Regions from separate parts of the Rattus norvegicus genome. Here region 2 is linked to region 1. A link is a contact called in public Hi-C data. All regions are on one chromosome and are shown on one strand. The core of a region is the stretch at or near the end of the contact, and the rest is flanking DNA. Distances in the headings are between cores, read along the strand shown.

The links. A called contact is a pair of places that touch in the nucleus more often than the background predicts.
Region 2: a Hi-C map of liver shows a contact between it and region 1, with 5 times the contacts expected there. The contact joins the enhancer-like site here to the promoter of Btd in region 1. A contact is called at or near these places in 4 of 12 Hi-C or Micro-C datasets (the A7r5 cell line, Schwann cells, liver and 1 more).

The regions. Positions count from the first base shown.
Region 1 is chr16:6,869,236-6,873,741 of GRCr8, reverse strand. Btd (biotinidase) reads right to left here and starts at 1,811. Exons shown (of 4, transcript NM_001012047.2): 1 at 1,722-1,811. It overlaps Hacl1 (2-hydroxyacyl-CoA lyase 1), which reads left to right and starts at 4,332. Exons shown (of 17, transcript NM_053493.1): 1 at 4,332-4,506. The coding sequence starts at 4,430.
Region 2 is chr16:7,161,787-7,166,403 of GRCr8, reverse strand. No RefSeq gene overlaps it. Among named protein-coding and RNA genes, the nearest start is that of Galnt15, 69 kb to the left of the region's middle. Within about 2 kb of position 1,998, at least 28 of the 93 cell types and tissues checked have an H3K27ac peak or open chromatin away from gene starts, as enhancers often do. A contact at or near this core is called in the A7r5 cell line, Schwann cells and liver, where this site is marked.

The DNA of each region.
Region 1 (4,506 bases), core at 562-3,061:
GTAAAGCAGACTTCATAATCCCCACTGCTTGGGAAGCTAAAGCCAAAAGATCATCAGTTCAAGGCCTGCCTGGGAAACTCACAGACCCTGTCTCAAAATAAAAAGGAGGGGAAAGGAGAGGGATCTAATTTAGAAGTAGAGCAACTGCCTTCCCAGCACTACAGAGCGAAAAATTAATTCCTATTCTCATGCACTCTCTTACAACAACAGAAATAGATTAAGACCCTATACAAAGTGGATAATGCAGGTATGAGAAACATTAAATTCAAAGGAATGGCTTCCTCTATGGGATTGGAATGGAGATGCAGTCAGGGAGGGGGCATTTGTGTATTTATGGACTAGTGGCTGGTTTATGGGTATGGAGTAACTCCTGATCCTTCCATGCATCTGAAAGATATCATAAATATTAACTCTAAGAAATCAGCAAGTTGTGGATAAGCCCCAAGGAGGAGCTCAAAGACTACTGTGAAGAAACAAGTTTTTGGACTTAAGTCTTTCATTACGAACTGTCCCCAGTCCAACCCCACACCCTGGGAGCTTTGCAGGTTTATTCCAAGGAGAAACACTGTGTTGCCGAGCCATCCCACCCCTTCGAACCACACTTAGAATTGTCACCGTTTTATATATGAGAAAGAAAATCACTGTGGTGGTTACTGCTAGTGTTCAAACTCTCTCAATTTTACCTTAAAAAGAAAAAAATAGATAAAGCAGGAAAAGCGGATTCTCCCTATTTTCTTCCCACATTGCTTATGGCCTCAGTGCCAGGTCATGGGTGCGTTACACTGCTAAGCAAAGTTCAGGCTTCGGGCAGGAATCCAGTGTTCTCTAGGTCAGAGGGCACTAGGAAAAGAGGCTCAGAGCCTTTCAACCTTCACCACTGAGTTATTACTAACCTGTCCCTGAGAACTTCATAGCGTAAACTTGTTTTTTATTGTTTACTCTTTTTTTTTTTTTTTTTTTTTTTTTTTTGCTTCAAGCCTATCTCTAAGCTTTGCTACTGAACAGTTCATAAAATTCAGGAGAAGTAAACAAAGTCAACTTAACCAGTTTTACCCAACCAGCCATTTTCTTACATTATTTCTGTCGACATGTTTCCTTTAGCACATTTCCGGCAGTATGGTGTTAAGCGCTGGTTTTTTTTTTTTTTTTTTTTTTTTTTTTGGTTCTTTTTTTCAGAGCTGGGGACCGAACCCAGGGCCTTGCGCTTGCTAGGCAAGCGCTCTACCACTGAGCTAAATCCCCAACCCCTTAAGCGCTGTTTTGAAAAACAGTGCTTTATATAAGTTTTGTTTTTATTTTTTACTCCTGGCTTTTTGATTGCAGGTGGCACAGTGCTGTAATCTCAGTTACTCGGAGAACATGGAAAGGCCCACCCGGAGGACAGCTTTGTGAAACCTCATCTTAACACAGAAAAGCAGGCTACTACACTAAGCTACTAGGCGACTGCTATAGTGGTATAGATAAGAAAGAAAATTAGCATTGGCCAGGGTTAGTAAAGCAGACTTCGTAATCCTATAATACTATAGTGGTAGAGTACACTATAATACTAGAGTAACCCTGTGGTAGAGTAACACTGGCTTGCACAAGATGCTGGCTCAACCCACATAACAGAAGTATTCAGCTTCCATTTTCTATTAATTGTCAGCCAATTTCACTTTTAGCCATTCTACTTGACACAGCCTAAAATCACCTGAGAAATGAGTCCCCATCAAGTAACTCACGTTGGGCTGGTCTGTGGGCACGTCTTCGAGGGACGAATGAAGATGACTATTAACCAGTGCTGGAGGGCCTGGGCTGCATGAGAAATCTAGTTAAGCATGGGTCTGGGAGAAGCCAGAGAGAGGGAGTCAGCAAGTAGGTTCCTCTGTGGTTCCTGCCTTGAGTTCCTACCCTGACAACTGTCTCTCAAAGATGGTCTGTGTCATGGCAGTGTAAGAAAAAAATAAATTTTGCCCTCCCCGGACATGCGTTTACTCATAGCATTTGCCATGACAACAAAATGAAGTCAGGAGAACAAATGACCCTAATTCTTCCTTTGATGACCAAGCGCTTCATTTTGGTAAAGAACGGATTGCTCTTCACAGGTCCAGCCAGGTTATGTTTAAACACGAGCACAAGGATTCCTAGTGTTTTTGTGAACTGACTGAGATAAAAATCAAAATTTGGGGACCCATGGAGTCACTGCCTATAGAAACTGCCTTCTTTTGAATCTTCTCTATACATATTATATATAACTCTTAAAAAACTCATTTATTTTTGAGACAGGGTCTCACTCTGTTGCCCAGGCTGGCTTTAAACGTGAGATCCCGTCTTGGCCTCCTGAGTACAGGTACCATAGGCCTGCCTCACCACACCCTGCCTACAACTCTTTCTAAATCACCTGGCTCCCTAGAGATTATCTTCACCCCTCGGAAGGAAGAAAGCTGTCAAGCCACTCCTCATCATCCCAAAGCTGGATTCCTAAAGCAATCACTATCTAAACTCTGAAGCCTGGGTTTGCTGGGTGGAGAACAGGTCACTAATGCTACCTTTATTATTAGTATTACTTTATTACATGTGTGTGGCTATTTTGCCTGCATGTATGTCTGCATAATATGTGTGTGCCCGGTGCCCTCACAGGCCAGAAGAGGGCATCGGCTCTGTTGGAACAACTGCAATTACAGGTGGTCGTGAGCCACCATGTGGTCGCTGGAAATTGAACTCAGGTTCTCTGGAAGAGCAGCCGCTGCTCTTAAACACTGAGTCATCTCTCTAACCTCTGTGTTTTATTTTTTAAGAAAGTTAAAATTTAGGGCCTGAGATGTAGTTCAGGGTAGAGTACTTGACTAATAAGTACAAAGTCCTAGGTTCAATCACTAGTATTTTTTCTAAGATTTAGTCTTTCTTTGAATAATAAAATTCTTTCTTTCTTTCTTTTCTTTCCTTCCTTCTCTCTTTCTTTCTTTCTTCCTTTCTTTCTTTCTTTCCTTCCTTCCTTCTCTCTTTCTTTCTTTTTGAGGCAGGGTCTCTCTACATAGCCCTGACTATCCTGAAACAACTCAACTCACTAGGTAGACCAGGCTGGCCTCATACCCACCGAAACCCATATGCCTCAGCCTTCCAAGTGCTGGGATTAAATGTGCGAGCCACCACATCTGGCTCTATGATGCCAAATTTCACCAAAATATCCAACAGAGAAACTTCCAAGCATACTGCCAACAAAAATAAGAGAGTATGTATAATTAACATGCTCAAAGTCCACACAGGGTACGTTGTATAAATTACAGCTGCTGGCTGGGATCCTTATATTGGAACAGCAGTGACTTTTGGCCTTGGAAGAAGGAGTCACAACATTTCTGCTGAATCTGTAACAGGCAAGAGAAGCATGGCATGCCGTACCTTGAACTGCAAGGCAGTAACTTGCCCAGTGATTTTTCTCTTTGCCAAATGGCAAAATTGGCCAGTTGAAGACTGATCCTTAAAAGAAAACAAATGATTTATTCCCATCAGAGTTCATTCTGTACTTCATACAGTGTTCTGCCAGTAATTCTTCTGAGAAAAGAATCCATGTAAGGTACCATGAATTGACTATTGTCTACACAGTGTGCGATACCAGGGTCAAGCAGGCTTAGCTTTGAACCAGTAAGTAGAAAAACAACCAACACTATTACTTCGATAAAATTTAAGCAATCATGCATTAATTATTAACTAATGGCTCTAACGATCTTAGTGATACCGAACTGGAACAAATAAGTATAAACCAGGCAGAGGACAGGAGCAGCTGCGGTGTTAATAAGATTATCTCTTGACAAGCAATTTCGGTGTCATCTGTGATTAAGGACACACCTCGGCTCACAGATTTCAATAAGGTGCTCATGGTGTGCGGTGCAAAACCACAAAGTTGTGAAACCAGAAGACAAGAGTATGACAACAGTACTCAAATGCCAGTTTTCCCCAACTTTACACGCTCCAAGATAACCCGCGTCCCAGCAGCCTTTGCGCAGCTTGCTCCCAATCAGCTGGAAGCTCCGGCGGGGGCGGGAACGCGCGCTGGGACCACGCCCCCTCCTCGCTTGGTCTCTGTTTGCTTTCATCCTCCAGGCGCGCAAGTGCCTTCTCCGCGGGACTGAGCTGTGTAGCTACCCTAGTGGAGGACAGCCTCAGAGGTTGGGTTTCTTACCTGCTCGGTAGAGGACGCGGTCTCCGGCTCGTCCCGCCTCCCGCTGATGGCCGAGTCCGGAAAAGACTGACTGGAGAATGGGCGTGCTCGCATGATCGCCTCACCAAGGACGGACTTCTCGTCCCGCCCCTTCTCCTGCTTGCTTAAATCCGTTGGGCTGCCCTCCTGTCCGTCAGAAGCGGGTGTCACCAACAGCAAACGTGCGACCAACTCTTCGGCTAGTGAATCTCTAAGCCGCGAAGAGTGCTTTGAAGTAGCTTTAGGTGGAAGATGTCAGAAAGTAACTCGGCAGAGGGTAGCGACAGAAGCGAGGAGCAGGTGTCTGGTGCTAAAGTCATCGCCCAGGC
Region 2 (4,617 bases), core at 749-3,248, 290 kb before region 1:
GATCTTGATCTCAGAAATCTCCTTGCCTTAAGCTCCTCGGATTCATAGTCACTTTGCCTCAAGATCTCCATGCCAAGATCCACTCAGAAACTTGTATCTCCCAGCCTCGAGATCAGGATCAGAGGTGAGTCTTCCAGTTCTGGATTGTAGTTCATTCCAGATATAGTCAAGTTGACAACCAGGAACAGACACTACTCCTTTCCTGATGGAAAGACTGTATGAACATAAACAGGAGGGAGAAGACCCCGTGGACCAGGTGAGGGGAGAACTACCACAGAGCTACCAGACAGAATGCCAACACAGTGGTTGCCACCTGCTGCCGGAAGGGGGAAGGGAGGGAACAGACACTTTCCTAGAGGCTCCAGTGGGAACCACCTCTGCTGATCCTTCATTTCAATCTTCTAGCTCACAAAACTGATAGAGTGATTTCTAGGCTGGGGATGTAACTCTTCTGGTACAGTATCTAGCGTGTGCAAAGTCATGGGTTTGATCCCTAGCGCCACGTGAATGAGGAATGGTGGCCCTTGCCTACAATTCCAGAACTTGGAAAGTGGGGACCAGAAGACCAGAAGTTCAATGTCATCCTGTTCGTCATAGAGAGTTGGAACCAACATGGGCTAGAGAGGGTGTTTTGGAAAAGATTTTTTTTAATTTAAAATTTTCTTTTGGTTGTGTCAGGCAGTGGCGGTGCACGCCTTAAATCCCAAAACTCAGGAGATGGAGGCAGGTGGATCTCTGAGTTCAAGTCCAGCCTGGTCTACAGAGTGAGTTCCAGGACAGTCAGGGCCACACAGAGAACCCCCATGTCTGTAAAGTCTTTTGGTTTAAGTTGCCTGGTTGGTGAACCTAGAAAGCGTATATCGCACTGTAGAATTCAGCCTCAGTTGGCTTATAAATAATGCACCAGCACTTTCTGATCCATTCTGCAGTTGAAATTGTTAGCTTACTGTCATGATTAGAACTATTAGGAACACCGCAACTATGAACACTGTTCTCTCTGTATCATGTACCCGGGGACCTGCTTTCCCTGGTGACACATCTCAAGAGCCCTGGTGATGAGACACACTTAGTAGGAGGAGAAGGTGATGTTGCACCAGTCAGAACCTCTGGTGGTGCTCCTTCAGACCTGTCAGCTCTGCTCCCAACGTCTCCTGCCTTGGTTCCCCTGGAAACCTCCAGCCCTCCCCAGCTGTGATCCTGGCCTTAGCCATTGCTTCTAGGTTACAGACATTTCCTACCGACCTGCCCCCGCCTCTACCTGGGAACTCGACTGTGTTTGAGGATGCTCTGTTCAGTGCCTCTGTGGAGGAACTCAGGCACAGCATTTCAACCCCAAAGTCTCTCAAAATGGCTCCTTCTCACAAGAGGATGCCCCCTCGTAGTTTCTTCCACACATCAAGAAGTTCGTTGATTTTAGAGCATGGCTACCATTAAGGACAAGTGGGATGCCTAGAGCGAAAAGATCAGACAACATGGGGGAAGAGAGGCCAGTGTCTTCCCAGTAAATGCCGGAGTGCCAGCGGACGCGGCTGGGCTGGCTGCAGCAGCATCTCCCAGTGGCCAAGTCACAAGGGGAAAATAAAAGGAATGTCTGTCAGCCTCCAAAGGGGCTCATTCCTGAAAATGAGTCACTTCCTCAGCTCCCAGGTCTGAGTCTGAGATTGTTTGTCCTGTGTGCACATGGAGTTTGTTTTCGCTGCTCCGAGACCACCTCACAGGGGGCTGGGCCCCCTTGGCGCTGAGCTTCGAGCATAACATCCTCTTGTTATGATTCTGTTTCCATCTGACTCCACCTTCATAACATTTGTATTGGTCTGTACAACCTGTTCTGAGAAACTAGGAAAATAGCAATATTGCAGTAAATAAAGTTATTTTTCTCTTTTCCTTTCAGGGAACTCCTGCTGCTTTGAATTTAAAATCAGATGACAAATCTGTGGTTAACCCCACCCATCTGTGTTCCAAAGCCCAGAATTGATTTTTTTTTCCCTGTGATGATTTCATCATTCAATACTCATTCTCTCTTGGCCAGGACCCTCCCACAAAGACGTTCTGAGAAGATAGTGGGGGTGGGGAAGGGTGGTGGCTCAGAGTCACAATGCTCACAGCTGTAGTGACTATGAAGTTTGACAGAGGATTCTGCACTTTGAATGGTTTCACTGCCTTGTTAAACAACAGTAAACATACCTTCAGGGACGTCTCAAAGAGATAGCTAGCTATCAGACAGGGTTTGGTCAGGGAAGCATTTCTGTAATGAACAATTCAGAAAAATGAATTTACTGAGAAATAAAGGAAGCTGGTGAAGCTGTCTGTCCAAGACTGTCACCTCTGTGTTTAGAAGCATCGGTGCTGGGCATCAAGGAGGGAAGAACAAGGAAAGTAATAACCTATGAAGATGTGAATTCACAAAACCAACTAAAACACACGAATACCAAGTGCAACTCTAATCTGTCTCCCTTCATTTCAATGTCCACCACATGGGTGACCAGCAAATTGGACTTTTTCATCACTGCTACACAGATACCCAATCAGGACCCAGAGAAGCTACATGAGCAAATAGGAAAGAAGAAAAGAGATACGGGTCAAGATGCTGTGGTATACCAATAGGGTGGTTTTGTATCAGTTGGCCATTGCTGTGTAGGGAATCAAACAGTGACTTAAACTACAATCACTCATTTTTGTTTGAGCTTTGACTCTGTGAGTATAGTTGACATCAACTGCTGTCAGCTAAGAATCCAGCTCAGCTCTTCACATACATGGTGTCAATCATGTATGTTTCTCGTAGGTAGAGGGCAGCGGCTATCTAGATTAAGCTCTTCTTATGATGGGGGACATACAAGAGTGGCAAGGCTTTATCCCTGTGAGATCTAGGCTCCCCTCAGCCATGCCAGCAATTGTTCCTGTTTTCCACCGGCCAAAGAACAAGTCTAGATTAGAACACACAAATAAATACATCCAGGAAATGTAGACAGCAGAGGATGTGGACACAGGGAGGAAAGATGTGGGGTCAATAATTCACAATGCTTTGATTATTAAAAAGAAAATGGCCATTCTCAGATTCTCCTTTTCATTTATTCCTGGGTCTTAGAGCGAACATAGAGGAGAGTAGCTGCTCACATCACCGAGCCATGTGGATGGCACCCGGAAGAGAGTTTTGGGCAATCTCATCTGCTCTTTGCTTTTTGCTTCTAAGGCAGTTCTGTCTATAGTATCCATCCTAAATTCCTTTGACTACCGACCCAGGTTCACTTGCTGGCATTGTCTACATGTTGCAATCCTTTCCAGAACCTGACCAGGTACACAGACCTGTGTCATTTGCACCTTGAACACAAGTTTGCATTACCTAAAGCCTGACCTCTGGGGCAGTGTGCCCATCCTGGGTCCCCTCCATCTTCCATTACTAAGCAAACATCTCTCTCATTTTATCTCCATACAAAAAGTCTGGTCCATGATTTTTATAGACTCCAGGGACAGATTGCACCTCTAAAGAGAAAAATCACACTAACTCCTGGTGACTGAGGTATATCAGAAGTCCATGGTTTAAATTCTGTAAGTATCTGGCTTCTGGATATTCTTATTTCTCCGTTAAGTTAATGTGCCATTTGTTTAAAAACATGTTTTGTTCCCATAGTAGGAGGAAGTCATCTATATTTAATCTCTTGGGTGAGCTTTGGGCATTGTTTTTCTTCAGGAAAAAAAAAATCTAAAAATTTCTTGGAACAGACTTGACATTGGTTGGCTGAGCTTCCCTGCAACACTCTCCAAAGAACCCTTTACTTCCAGAGGGCTTAAGTCAACAACAGCATCAAATCAAAACCAAACCCCATTACCATTCCCCATGCCACTACCAGCCCCATGGGGAAACAAGCTATGTCTTCATGTTTAAAGACCCGGCCCAGTTGGAACTTAAAACATTCTTGTTAATTAAATAAGTGAGTTCCAAACTCTGTGACAGAGTCCATGGTAGCAACACTTCTAAAAAACAGTAGAAACAACAACATGTTTGTTTCCTGTGGATCTAGATTGTCTTGGGACCCCATCTTAGGACACAAAATCATCTCCATGTCCTAGGCTCTCAACCACACTGGCCCTTCTGAAACCCAATGACCTCTGACTTCTTCCTTTGGTCTGAAATATAAATGAGTTTAAGGAGAATCAGGGTTTTGTTTTGTTTCAGACAGGGTCCCAGGTTGGCTTTGAACTTGTTATGTGGCCAAGAACAATGACCAACTCTGCCTTCTACGTGTACCAGGAAGCCCAGCTTACATAATGCTGAGGACTGAACTCAGAGCTTCATGTGTACCAGTCAAGCACTCTACCCGCTAATCTACATTCCCAGTCCAGTTTTCTTTTTCTAATTTATAATGATTTATTGAACATCAATTATAAGTCAAGTACTCTTTGTTAGGGGTTAGAAAAACAGAACTGAAGGCAGCATTAGGGACTTCACTGTCGAGTAGGAGACAGGCGTGATGCCTGATGATGATTCCACAACATGACAGGCTCCCAGGTTGCTCCAGAGGAGGCGACCTCTGTCAGAGGTGACATATGAGATAGTTCTCAGTGCAAAAGCAAGAGCTGGGGCTAGGAGGTGATTCCAAACAGAAATAACAACATGTA